Regions from separate parts of the Capra hircus genome. Here region 1 is linked to region 2. The links are chromatin contacts, called in public Hi-C maps. All regions are on one chromosome and are shown on one strand. The core of a region is the stretch at or near the end of the contact, and the rest is flanking DNA. Distances in the headings are between cores, read along the strand shown.

Evidence for each region. A called contact is a pair of places that touch in the nucleus more often than the background predicts.
Region 1: a contact with region 2 is called in a Hi-C map of blood, with 2.4 times the contacts expected there. The contact joins two enhancer-like sites. A contact is called at or near these places in 3 of 5 Hi-C or Micro-C datasets (all in blood).

What each region holds. Positions count from the first base shown.
Region 1 is chr28:9,996,782-10,003,303 of ARS1.2, forward strand. All of the region lies in intron 1 of LOC102178601 (a long non-coding RNA gene), which reads left to right. Among named protein-coding and RNA genes, the nearest start is that of TSPAN14, 5.9 kb to the left of the region's middle. Within about 2 kb of position 4,655, at least 1 of the 5 cell types and tissues checked has an H3K27ac peak or open chromatin away from gene starts, as enhancers often do.
Region 2 is chr28:9,956,123-9,962,719 of ARS1.2, forward strand. The region is part of intron 2 of TSPAN14 (tetraspanin-14); the gene reads right to left. Among named protein-coding and RNA genes, the nearest start is that of TSPAN14, 35 kb to the right of the region's middle. Within about 2 kb of position 2,634, at least 3 of the 5 cell types and tissues checked have an H3K27ac peak or open chromatin away from gene starts, as enhancers often do.

The DNA of each region.
Region 1 (6,522 bases), core at 3,405-5,904, 43 kb after region 2:
GTTTTTCTGGAACTCTTGCTTTTTCCATGATCCAGCGGATGTTGGTAATTTGATCTCTGGTTCCTCTGCCTTTTCTAAAGCCAGCTTGAACGTCAGGGAGTTCACGGTTCACGTATTGTTGAAGCCTGGCTTGGAGAATTTTGAGCATTACTTTACTAGCATGTGAGATGAGTGCAATTGTGCGGTAGTTTGAGCATTCTTTGACATTGCCCTTCTTTGGAATTGGAATGAAAACTGACCTTTTCCAGTCCTGTGGCCACTGCTGAGTTTTCCAAATTTGCTGGCATATTGAGTGCAGCACTTTCACAGCACCATCTTTCAGGATTTGAAACAGCTCAACTGGAATTCCATCACCTCCACTAGCTTTGTTCATAGTGATGCTTTCTAAGGCCCACTTGACTTCACATTCCAGGATGTCTGGCTCTAGGTGAGTGATCACACCATCATAATTATCTGGGTCATGAAGATCTTTTTTATATAGTTCTTCTCTGTATTCTTGCCACCTCTTCTTAATATCTTCTGCTTCTGTTAGGTCCATACCATTTTTGTCCTTTATCAAGCCCATCTTTGCATGAAATATTCCCTTGGTAGCTCTAATTTTCTTGAAGAGATCTCTAGTCTTTCCCATTCTATTGCTTTCCTCTATTTCTTTGCATTGATTGCTGAGGAAGGCTTTCTTATCTCTCCTTGCTATTCTTTGGAACTCTGCATTCAGATGCGTATATCTTTCCTTTTCTCCTTTGCTTTTCCCTTCTCTTCTTTTCACAGCTATTTGTAAGGCCTCCTCAGACAGCCATTTTGCTTTTGTGCATTTCTTTTCCATGGGAATGGTCTTGAACCCTGTCTCCTATACAATGTCATGGACCTCTGTCCATAATTCATCAGGCATTCTATTCCTTAAATCTGTTTCTCACTTCCACTGTATAAGCATAAGGGATTTGATTTAGGTTGGAGACCTTTTATTAAACCATTGAAGGGTTTTATGCAGAAGACTAATGTATTCTGATTTTCTACTGTGTGTGGAAAAGAAATGCACAAAAGCAAAATGGCTGTCTGGGGAGGCCTTACAAATAGCTGTGAAGAGAAGAGAGGTGAAAAACAAAGGAGAAAAGGAAAGATATAGGCATCTAAATGCAGAGTTCCAAAGAATAGCAAGGAGAGATAAGAAAGCCTTCTTCAGCGATCAATGCAAAGAAATAGAGGAAAACAACAGATTGGGAAAGACTAGAGATCTCTTCAAGAAAATTAGAGATACCAAGGGAATATTTCATGCAAAGATGGGCTCGATAAAGGACAGAAATGGTATGGACCTAACAAGCAGAAGATACTAAGAAGAGGTGGCAAGAATACACGGAAGAACTGTACAAAAAGATCTTCACGACCCAGATAGTCATGCTGATGTGATCACTAATCCAGAACCAGACATCTTGAAATGTGAAGTCAAGTGGGCCTTAGAAAGCATCACTATGAACAAAGCTAGTGGAGGTGATGGAATTCCAATTGAGCTGTTTCAAATCCTGAAAGATGGTGCTGTGAAAGTGCTGCACTCAATATGCCAGCAAATTTGGAAAACTCAGCAGTGGCCACAGGACTGGAAAAGGTCAGTTTTCATTCCAATCCCAAAGAAAGGAAATGCTAAAGAATGCTCAAACTGCCGCACAATTGCACTCATCTCACATGCTAGTAAAGTAATGCTCAAAATTCTCCAAGCCAGGCTTCAACAATACGTGAACCGTGAACTCCCTGACGTTCAAGCTGGCTTTAGAAAAGGCAGAGGAACCAGAGATCAAATTACCAACGTCCGCTGGATCATGAAAAAAGCAAGAGTTCCAGAAAAACATCTATTTCTGCTTTATTGACTATGCCAAAGCCTTTGACTGTGTGGATCACAATAAACTGTGGAAAATTCTGAAAGAGATGGGAATATCAGACCACCCAACCTGCCTCTTGAGAAATCTGTATGCAGGTCAGGAAGCAACAGTTAGAACTGCACATGGAACAACAGACTGTTTCCAAATAGGAAAAGGAGTATGTCAAGGCTGTATATTGTCACCCTGGTTATTTAACTTCTATGCAGAGTACATCATGATAAACGCTGGGCTAGAAGAAACACAAGCTGGAATCAAGATTGCCAGGAGAAATATCAATCACCTCAGATATGCAGATGACACCACCCTTATGGCAGAAAGTGAAGAGGAACTAAAAAGCCTCTTGATGAAAGTGAAAGAGGAGAGTGAAAAAGTTGGCCTAAAGGTCAACATTCAGAAAACGAAGATCATGGCATCCAGTCCCATCACTTCATGGGAAATAGATGGGGAAACAGTGTCAGACTTTATTTTTTGGGGCTCCAGAATCACTGCAAATGGTGACTGCAGCCATGAAATTAAAAGACGCTTACTCCTTGGAAGGAAAGTTATGACCAACCTAGATAGCATATTCAAAAGCAGAGACATTACTTTGCAGGCTAGGGTCCATCTCATCAAGGCTGTGGTTTTTCCAGTGGTCATGTATGGATGAGAGAGTTGGACTGTGAAGAAGGCTGAGTGTTGAAGAATTGATGCTTTTGAACTGTGGTGTTGGAGAAGACTCTTGAGAGTCCCTTGGACTGCAAGGAGATCCAACCAGTCCATTCTGAAGGAGATCAGCCCTGGGATTTCTTTGGAAGGAATGATGCTAAAGCTGAAACTCCAGTACTTTGGCCACCTCATGAGAAGAGTTGACTCACTGGAAAAAAACTCTGATGCTGGGAGGGATTGGGGGCAGGAGGAGAAGGGGATGACCGAGGATGAGATGGCTGGATGGCATCACAGACTCAATGGACGTGAGTCTGAGTGAATTCCGGGAGATGGTGATGAACAAGGAGGCCTGGCGTGCTGCAATTCATGGGGTCACAAAGAGTCGGACACGACTGAGTGACTGAACTGAACTGAACTAAACTGAAGAATAAATTGGGTGGGTGACAGGCAAAAATGAAAGCAAGGAGACAATTAGACTCTAATGGCAGACCTGGCCCAAACTAATGGTGGTTTGGACCAAGTTGATGGCCGCACTAAGATCAGTAGTTCAAAGATGCTGTTTTGGACATGGACATCAATAAGATGGATGGGGAGGCCATGGAGAAACCAAAGATTACTTTCACGTTTCTGGCTGGAGTAAGTGGGTGAACAGTGCTCATGTATTGGATAGGGTAGCCTGGAGGAAAGAGACTACAGCTCAGACAGGCACATCAAGAATTCTGCGTTTATGTTGAGTTCGAGATGCCCATCAGAGATCCAGTTCAATTGTCCAGTCACTACACACCCAGAAGAGATGCATGGGCTGGAGGTGGGGCTTTGAGAGACATCATTCTAAAGACGGTAACCGCCTTGGGATCTGAGGGAGTCACCCAGGCCAAAGAGATGGATGTAGAAGACGTGGGGGTTCAAGAGAGACCCAGAGGAGTCGGAAGAGCCAGAGCAAGAAAGAAGACTGAAAAAGGCTTCTTTTTCAAAAGGCTGGGGAAGCCAAAGGAGAACCAGAGAGTGCTATATCCCAGAGACTGACAAAGCAGTGTTTCCAGAAAAGAGTGGTCAGCTCTGTTAGATGCTGCTCACAGACCAGGTAAGATGAAGAAAGGGAAGGAACCTTTGATTCTGGCAACATGGAAGTCATTGGTGCACATGATAAGGGCAGTGTTCCTGGAGTAGTGGGGTGGCTGCCACACCATGGTAGAGCAGTTGTGTTTGGACAGCTTATCCAACAGGTAACACAGAACTGGGAGAGGTCTAGAAGGGATGTGGAAGCATAGGAGGCTTTGGCAGAGAATGCTGGATGACCCTAGCAGCCATTCTCCCCTATTCCCTTTATTATAGACTTTCCAATTCTAGCTGGCCACATAGCTTCCTTGAATAAAAGCAAGTTTCTAGGACTCGCTCAGGGCTCCGCATGATCACAGGCATGATCACATGACTCAGTTCTAGCCAACAGGAAGTAAATGGAGGTGAAGCTTGTGCAACACGGGGTAAGTAGCTGTAAAGGGAGGTTGTGTGCTGGCCTCAGCCTTTGTGTTCTCCTGCCCAATGGAATATGTAAAGATGTAGCTGCAGCTCAAGCAGGCTTATTCAACGCTGAAGTGGAAGCCGTGTTGAGGATGTTAGGGCAACAGGTTTTTGGGTTCCTGATGTTTAGGGATTTGCTGTAGCTACTCTGGCTACCTACTTCATCCTTTATTTTCCAGTGCTTATAGCCATATCTAATTTTAATTTTTCTTAGGATACTTGGGTTTTATTCAAATGTGGAAGGGAGTAGAACAAGCTTGCAGAGTGATAGGAATGACTCAGGAGAGATGGCAGGCGTGATGATTCGGAAGAAGAAGTGGAAGGAGATGGGATGTGGGCAGGAATGGTGTTGTCCCCTCTGGTAGAGGAATGCCCCCACCATTATCAAGGGGGATGTGGGGACAGAGAAGATATTTCCAGTGAAGGTTGGGATTGGAAAGATGGTCATCCACACCTGATGATTTCTGCTTAACCTTGGATGGTGAAGAAGGTCGTGAGCCTAGAACAAGGAGGAGAGAGTAAAGCCAACTTTGTGAATCATGGGCCGGATGATGTTAGTGGTCCTGCCGGCCTGAGCAGCCTCAAAGAGACAGCTGCTTCCTGGCACAGTTGGCCACACTGCTGCAGGGCATGAAGGGGGTGAGGGAAGTGCCCACAAAGCCAGCAAGGCCGCCACCCCATCCCCACCAGGCCTCACTGACAGTTACTGTGACACTCACCTGCCATTCCCAGCTGCCCTTTGAGACCCACCAAGCTTTACCTGACCCATTTTTACAATAATTTGTTGTGGCTTTCAGAGAGCATCAGGGACACTCAAAACAGGGCAGGCCCATTTTCTTTTCCTTTTTTAAAAACTAAAAGGAATCACAGTGGTTATCATTTTGAAATGTACAGAAATATCAAATCACTATGTTGTGCACGAAGAACTGACAGTGTTGTAGGTCAATTATATACTTCAAAAGCAAACTCACAGGAGAAAGAGATCAAATTTGTGGTTACCAGAGGTGGGGCCTGGGGAGGAGGGGGAATTGGATGAAGACTGTCAAAAGGGACAAACTTCTAGTTGTGAAATAAAGTACTAGGAATGTAATTAACACCTCTGTATGTTACATATGAAAGTCATTCAGAGAGTAAATCCTGAGTTCTCATCACAAGGAAAAAAATTTTATTTTGTATCTCTTAATGTATGAGTTAATGGTTGTTCACTAAACTTATTGTGGTAATCACTTTATAATATTTGTAGATCAAATCATTTTACCATATACTCTGAACTTATACAGTGCCATATGTCAGTTACATCTCAATAGAACTGAAAGAAGGAAAAAAAAAGTACCACGTAACCTAAAGCGGAAGAATGGAGATATGGACAGTCCCAACTCATAAAAGGGCTGTATTTTAATGGTGATTTAGTTTCCGGGCTAGCCCCTAGAACTGTAATTGCCAAGAATATAACTGAATTATTGCACCTACTGCAAGCCTGAGGTATAGATTATGGAAACAGAAAATAGTACAAGGAAGGGTAAAAGAAAGAAGCTAAGAGGACTTTCTTCTCCTGGACCTGGAGTGGCTATAAAATTTAAATGGAGGAACTTGGCTTTACCGTCCTCTGACTTCCTCCTTTAACCCTCCCATCACCACCCCCGCCCCGTCCCAGGCTGGTCCTTGTCCCATTGCTGCTTTTGCTCACCCTGGGCTCCACTCTGGCACTTCTGTGTGTGTATGTGTGTGTGTGTACAGGACAAGAGGTGGGGAATAAAGGGGAACACCTTGAATATAAGAGGGACTTGGTGTCCAAGTGTTCCTAATTCTCAGCCTCTTGATCTTGAGCAAAATATTTTACGTCTCTGAGCCTTACTTTTTTATTTGTGAAGTCAAGATAGTAGAACCCACCTCACAAGCTTATAGTAAGAATCAGATGAAATAACGTTTGTAAAACATCCTATAAGCTAGAAGAAACTCTGTTTTCTTGGAAAGATGCCTTATTGGGCCAGATGACCAAGGGTCCTCACTTTAGTCAGGATGTTTTGGTTGGAAGTGACAAAACCCTACCCAAACTAGCTTAAGCCAAAGGAGGAAAAATTATTAGAAGGATACTCAAGTCGTTCACAGAATCAAAAGAAGAACTTGAAACTAGATCGATTGTGGATACTAGGGGCTGATCCTGCAGGCTACACAGACCAGGAGCCCTTTTCTCTCTGTCTCTCCTAGTACTCAGAGCTTGCTCCATGTTGGAGATGTGACTCCAAGTAACTCTACATTCTAGGAATCCCAAGGAAGGTCTCTAATTGGCCAGACTCTGGTCATGTGCCCACTCTTGAACCAATCACTGTGGCAAGGGAGAGAGGTTTCCCTAGTTCCACCAGGTATAGGTCAACATGTCCATCCCTGTGGTCAGTAGAGCAACACCTTTGCCAAAGAAGAGGTGGTGGGTGCAGGACCAACCTAATTCCTGGCAGAGTTTTACGGTATATATATGCCTAGTATT
Region 2 (6,597 bases), core at 1,384-3,883:
AGTTGGGATGCCCTCTTGGCTGCCAACCATCTGGGAATGCCTCCAGCCTCGGAGTAACCTGCTTTGTTGCTCATCTATGACCTGATTAAATTCCTTCTCAAAGAACGGAGTCCAGCTCCCGCCAAGCCCAAAGAGGCCAGCCTTGGACCATCAGGTTCGCACACCGTGGTGGTCACCAGGGCAAGCAGCACCACCCTCTCCTGGGTAACTGGTGCTACGTTAAACACAATACACTTTGAGAGGACCTCCATCCCCCGTAACACTGGTACTGTTACCCCTGTTTTTCAAATGGGAAAGTTCAGATGTAGGATGATTTGGTTATTGCCTAAACTCACACAGCGAGCTGGTGCAGAAGTCAAGAAACAAACCTGCCTGTCTCTGACTGTCTTGACATCACGTTATCTCACTGCACAGGGCAGCCGCGAATAGTGGGCACCAGCATACGCCCTCCACCGCAAGGGGCAGTCACAAGTGCCCAGTGGCGTGGGAGGCTACAGATGGGGCTTTGAGGCTGTGCCACAGTAAAGCCAATGGAGGACCATTCTGTGTCCAGTCAGGACCCCTGTGGGGGTCACTGTGAAGATTCAGGAGTGACCTGAGGCAAAGGCCCCCTGTGTAAGAAGGTGAGAGGTTTCCTCCAGGGCATTCTGGGCTGGTCCAGCCCTGCTTTGTTCTGGAAGCCCACATGGAGTCAACTTGCAAGGTGGGCAAGCCTTTACCCAGCAGGTTCCGGACAGGATGGACGTGTAGACACCTGGCTAGGTTCTACGGGACAGGAGGAGGATTCCAACACCAAGCAGGTTAAAAGCAGCCCCTCAACACCGACAGTTTAGTGGCCCTGGTCTCTTGCAAGATTTCATTTCAGTGTGAAAGTGCTCAGGCAATTACTGCAGGCCCCAGTGCCTTTCCTCCACAAGATCAAGGCAAACCACCAGCAGTGGTGTTGTTTTCAGGCTGTTGGCCTGCCAGCCCCGGACTCTTGTAGATTCCTTTAGCTGAGGCAGGCTCCCCTGGGCCACCTGAGGGCGCCTCCGAAAAGGATCAGGAGGAAGCACTGAAACCCAAAGGAGTCCTGGGCAGCGCTGAACAAACAGCATGGGTCAGTGGGTCCTGATTTCAGCTCCACCCCACAAGTTCCGTGTGAGAGGACTTGTGTGAGTCCAGAAATTTCTCTGAGCCCGTTTTCCTTTGCAATGTGAAGGTGACCCCTCCTGGGTCAAAGGAGGGTCGTAGGATTCATCCCGAATGATATGCTTACCCTGGGGCACTGAGCAAGCCCTGTCTGGAGGCAGAGCAGAGTCCTGGGGGGCCTTCAAGACCTTATCAGCATTTGCTGGATTGAAGACACTGTGCCTCACCCTCCAATGACACAGTTTGTCCTGACACAAGGTCAGAAGCATCTGCTTCACTGGGCTTCTGGAGACAAGAGTAGAGTTTAAGGAAATAGGGGCCTCCTGGAGGCACTTTTCAAGTGAAATGGGGAAAGGATGATGGAAAGAAAACAGGGCAGGGAGTAGAAAAAGCTATAATAAAACTGTTCAGCTCTGTTCCTAACTCACCTTGTGGCTTTAAGAAAACCATAGCTCTCTTCGACTTCAGTGGAGGCCAGTGATCTCCAAAGACCTCTGTTTCTCCTGCTGCCTAAGCTCCGCCCCCATAAATCATGCCAGGTGAACCCAATGGTCCTGGCACTCACTCTCCAGAACCAGAAATCCTGGCCTGGCAAGTCCAGGGAACACCAGAGATGCCTGTGGTCACGTGAAAGGATGCCAGAGATGGCACAGATCCTAGACCCAACCTGGTCCTGACAGCCAGTGCGCTGAGGTCAAGATGAGGAGGCCTTGCCCTTCCAGACTGCATCCACTCTGGAGCATGAAGAGAGCATAAACGGACTGCTTCTTTCAAAAAAAAAAAAAAAAAGCTTAAAGCCAGCCACTTCTGGGTGGGAGTTTGGAAGTTCTGGGGGCCGGAAGGGATGCTGGAGCCCAGCTTCCTCATCTCAGAGGGAAACGGGACGGGGCGGGTCAGTGCCTTGCCCTGGGTCACACTATCACACACCAGCCTTTCCTCCTGCAGGAAGGGCGGTTCTGAAAAACCAGAAGAATGTGTGCCCTTCCCACAGAGCCGGTGAACCCCTGCGAGGGGCCCCGCCAGGATGGGGAAGGACACCCCACAGGGGTCTGGGGCAGCTTCCACAGACACTCTGTGCTCCCAGATAACAGGGGGACCATGAACACAACGCCCGGCCCAGAGATCTGACTCTGGTCAGCCTCTGAAAGAAAGGAAGGCAGAGGATGGTTACAGGCAGCGGCCCCAGGCGATAGCGAGAAGGAACCCCCAACCCGCCTCACCCCCGCCCCAGTCCCTGCCATTGCTGGCACAGATGGATGATTAACAAGATACTAAGCTGAGGGTCGGCAGTTCCATAAGCCAAATGGTAAGTATTTTCAGCTTTGCCGGGTGGAAGGTCGCTGTTTCAGTTACTCAATTCTGTTGTTTTAGCAGGAAAATGGGCAGGGCTTGTTCCAAAAAAAGTTTTATGTGCTAAAACGGGCAGAGAGCCAGGTTTGGCGTGCAAGCCATCGTCAGCCACGTCCTGCACTCAACTATCATGCCGAAACCATCTGAACCTAGCCAGGGTTTCCTTCAGTTCAGCCACGTGAACCCCGGGACATCCTGTAATTCAGGTCTCCAACCCTGGTATGTTTCCATATTACTTCAACAGGTCTTACTAGCATAAAACTACAAGTAATTCAAATAATATGTTTCCACAATGGAATATCCCACAACAACGAGAATCAACAATCTATAGTTATGTACCACAGCAAGAATGAATCTCAGACAAAAGATGCCAATTCAAAAGACTTGATATGGATTGAAAGTTATGTCGCTCCAAAATTCACATCTTGAAGCCGCAGCCCCAGTGTGATGGTATTTGGAGACGGGGAGGTTAAGTGCGGTTACATGAGGTCATGAGGGTGGAGCCTCCATGATTAGAGGAAGAGAGACCAGAGCTTGTGTTTTTTTTCTCTCTCTCTCTCTGCCATGTGAGAACACAGCAGAAAGGCAGCCACGTGAAAGCCAGGAAGACAGCCCACACCGGAACCTGACCATGCTGGCACCCTGATTTCAAACTTCCAGCCTCCAGAAATGGGAGAAAATACATTCCGATTGTTTAGGCAACAAAAGCAATGGCATGTGGAATGGCAGCCCAAGCTGACCAAGACAGGAAGAATATTGGGGCAGAAAAGCTGTGTCTAGCATCCAAACAAAAGTTACCAGATAAGCATGACCTATAAAAAGGTAAAAAAAAAATCAGTAGCTGGAAAAAAGACAGGAATGAGAAAGAAGATGGAATCAGCAAAGACTTTAAAACAGATACTTAAATATACTCAGAGATTTACAGGAAAATAAGCAAAGAGAGAAACAGAAATATAAAAAAGATTCAAATGGAACTATTAGAAACAGAAAAACCAACATTAGAAGTGAAAAATTCACTAAATGGGCTTAGCTGCCAGTTAGACACTACAGAAGATGAGTGAACTCAAAGAGAAAGCAATAGGAACCATCTAAATTAAATGATGGAGTGGGTAAAAACAAAACAAAACAAAACAAAACTGAGCGGCATCTCAATGACCTGTGGGACAACAAGGAATTCAAGGCGGGGATGGGGTATATATTTAAAGAAATAATAACTGAAGCCATCCCAAGTTTGATGAAAAATATAAACCCACAAATCCAAAATGCACAATGGACTTCAAACAGAACACAAGAAAACACACCGACACACATCATGATAAAATTGCTGGAACCCAGTAACAAAAGAGAAACTCCGCAGGAAGCCAGGGAGGGAAAGAAAAGATACTTGTATAAACAATATACAAGATATTTAACCAAATGAAATGAAAACATCCCAAGACGTGTGGGATACAAACAAGCGTGCAGCATCATCAAACACAGCATACCCTGGACACATCTGGGTTCGCCTCCAGACCACCAATACAAGACAAGTCACACTAAGCTCTCTGGTTTCCCAGTGCATGTAAAGACTATCTTTATACTATACTGCAGTCTAATAAGTATGCAATAGCATTATGACTAAGGAAAAAATGTACATATCTTAATTCGAAAATACTTTACTGCTAAAACATGCTAACCATCATCTGAGCCTTCAGCAACTCATAATCTTTTTTACAATAGTAATTATTCACACATCCCCATAACAAATACAACAATGAAAAAGTCTGAAATATTCCAAAGATTACCAAAATGTGAGAGACATGAACTGAGCCGTTGCTACTGGGGGAAATGGTGCTGATAGACTTGCTCGGCTCAGGGTTGCCAGAAGACCTTCAATTTGTTAAAACTGCTGTGTCTGGGAAACACAATAAAATGAGGTACTTACGCTATAGGAAAAAAGAAAGATCTAAAATCAATGACCTAATCTTCCACCTCAAGAAGACAGAAAAAGAACAGCATGATCCCAAAACACATAGAAGAGAGAAAATAATAAAAAGCAGAAATCCACACAACAGGCTGGAGATGGATGGTGGTGATGGATGAAGAGCAACATGAATACACTTAATGCCACTGAACTGGGCACTTAAAAACGGTTACAATTCTAAGTTTTGTTACATAGGTTTTACCACCATTTTTAAATATAAAAACATTTTTAAACTTTTTAAAGAAATTCATGAAATTAAAAACAGAAAAGAAAAAAAGAAACCCAGAGAAACATCCTCTAAATTAAAGGAAGCCAGATCTGAGAGTGAAATTTAATTTATAATGACAGAAGGCAGATCAATGGTTGCTGGAGGAGGGGGTGGGGAGAGAAAGACTACAGAAAAGCACAAGTTTCAGGACAGATGGAAATCTTTGATATCTTTATTGTGGTGATGGTGATTATACAGAGTGTATAGCTGCCAACTCAGTGAACTGAACATCCGAAATGGGTATATGTATTCTATTTAATGTACACCTCCATAGACGGGATTTTTTAAAAACACATTTCTGGGAGGGGAAAGGTATAAACAAGGTGGGAGTAAGCTACTCCCCCACAGATGACAGATCACCCCGTCAGACTGAGCCATGCTGACTATTTGCCAGAAGCAGAGTTACACACACCATCAGTTACTCAGCCTTGACACCACCCTGTGAGTGTGTAATAATCACATGTCCCAGGCAATAATCACAGTACACATACTGCCCATCCTTGCAAATTCCTCCTGGGGGTCCCAGCCTCAGATGCGCCTGAACCAGTGAGATCAGGAGCTGAGGGCCTGCAACGATCAGCCACTCCCAGTTCAAGTGGAGTCTATAATTAAGCAATCCTTGCCCTCTGTCTTGGCAAGCCAAAATATGGAAAAATACACACACAAACACATACCCGTGTGCGCCAAACAATAAGGGGATCTATTTCCTATGAACTGGGGCAGCCTTTCTGGTGAATATGATTATATAAATGTGTCAGGCCAGTCAAAACAATGGACACACCTTCTGACCCATTTAATCTCACTCCTGGGAACCTATCCCAGCAAATAATTTCTCGTCCTTTCCCCAAAGGCAAGAATCTGTGTTACAAAAGATAATCACAGCGTCCTTATCCAGGATAGTAAAAAAAAACCTCAAAGTCCAATATGGAATTTTCAAAGACATGGTCAGGAAGTCTACTTGGCAACCTGGAATGCTCTATCCTAAGACTGCAAAATGAGGAGGATACTTTTACCAAGTGAAACTGTGAGTGAGCGCAGACAGGAGAAGGGAGCCTGTAGGAGGGAACACAGTAAAGCTGGGGGGCCTTGTGTAGTTCTCTAGAATTTCCAAGCAAATACAAAAGTTCAGTATATAAAACTGGAAGGGGAAAAGGTACTACTTCTCAGCAGTGAAAGCGAAATACTCTACATCTGTTGTTCCAGCAAAATTCTTAATAACCTCTCTTTCATTCTTTAAAGTTTCCTGACTTGGACCACAAATTACATGCTTACCCTACTCATGGGAGGCATCTGTTACTTTGAAGGAAGGGGCCTCAAGCCATGCTGGTCACAGAACACAAATGTCCATGTTTCTCACCCAGAAACAGGCTGCACTTGAGGCTCAGAAGCGAATTCCTGCATTTTACAAGCAAGGAAGCTGTGGCTCATGTCCCTGAGAAGGCCCAGGGCAGGGGCTCTCTGTGAAACACAGGCTGATCGTCTGTGCCTACAAAGGGCCCATGGTTCTACACTTTTAATCCATCTCTGAAATAGATCCTGGCAAGGGCTTCATCAGAACCTCTGCAGATTAAACTCAGTGTTTGTGGTGGTAAGCAATCCTGGAGTTGCCAGCATCATCGGAATCATCCCTCATTGAGGATACACTCAGTAAAACCAGGGAAGCCCAAATTCTCTCCAGAATCAGGTGGGGGTGAGAATGAACAAAGACAAAGACTGCATGCCTCTCTCAGCTTCCCTTCCTCTGCAAGTCAAAGTGAGATATTTCAAGAATTTTAATCATAGTGAGGCTTCCCTGGTGGCTCAGTGGTAAAGAACCTGCTTGCCAATGCAGGAGACACGGGTTCGATCTCTGTCCCGGGAGGATCCCACATGCCACAGGGCAACT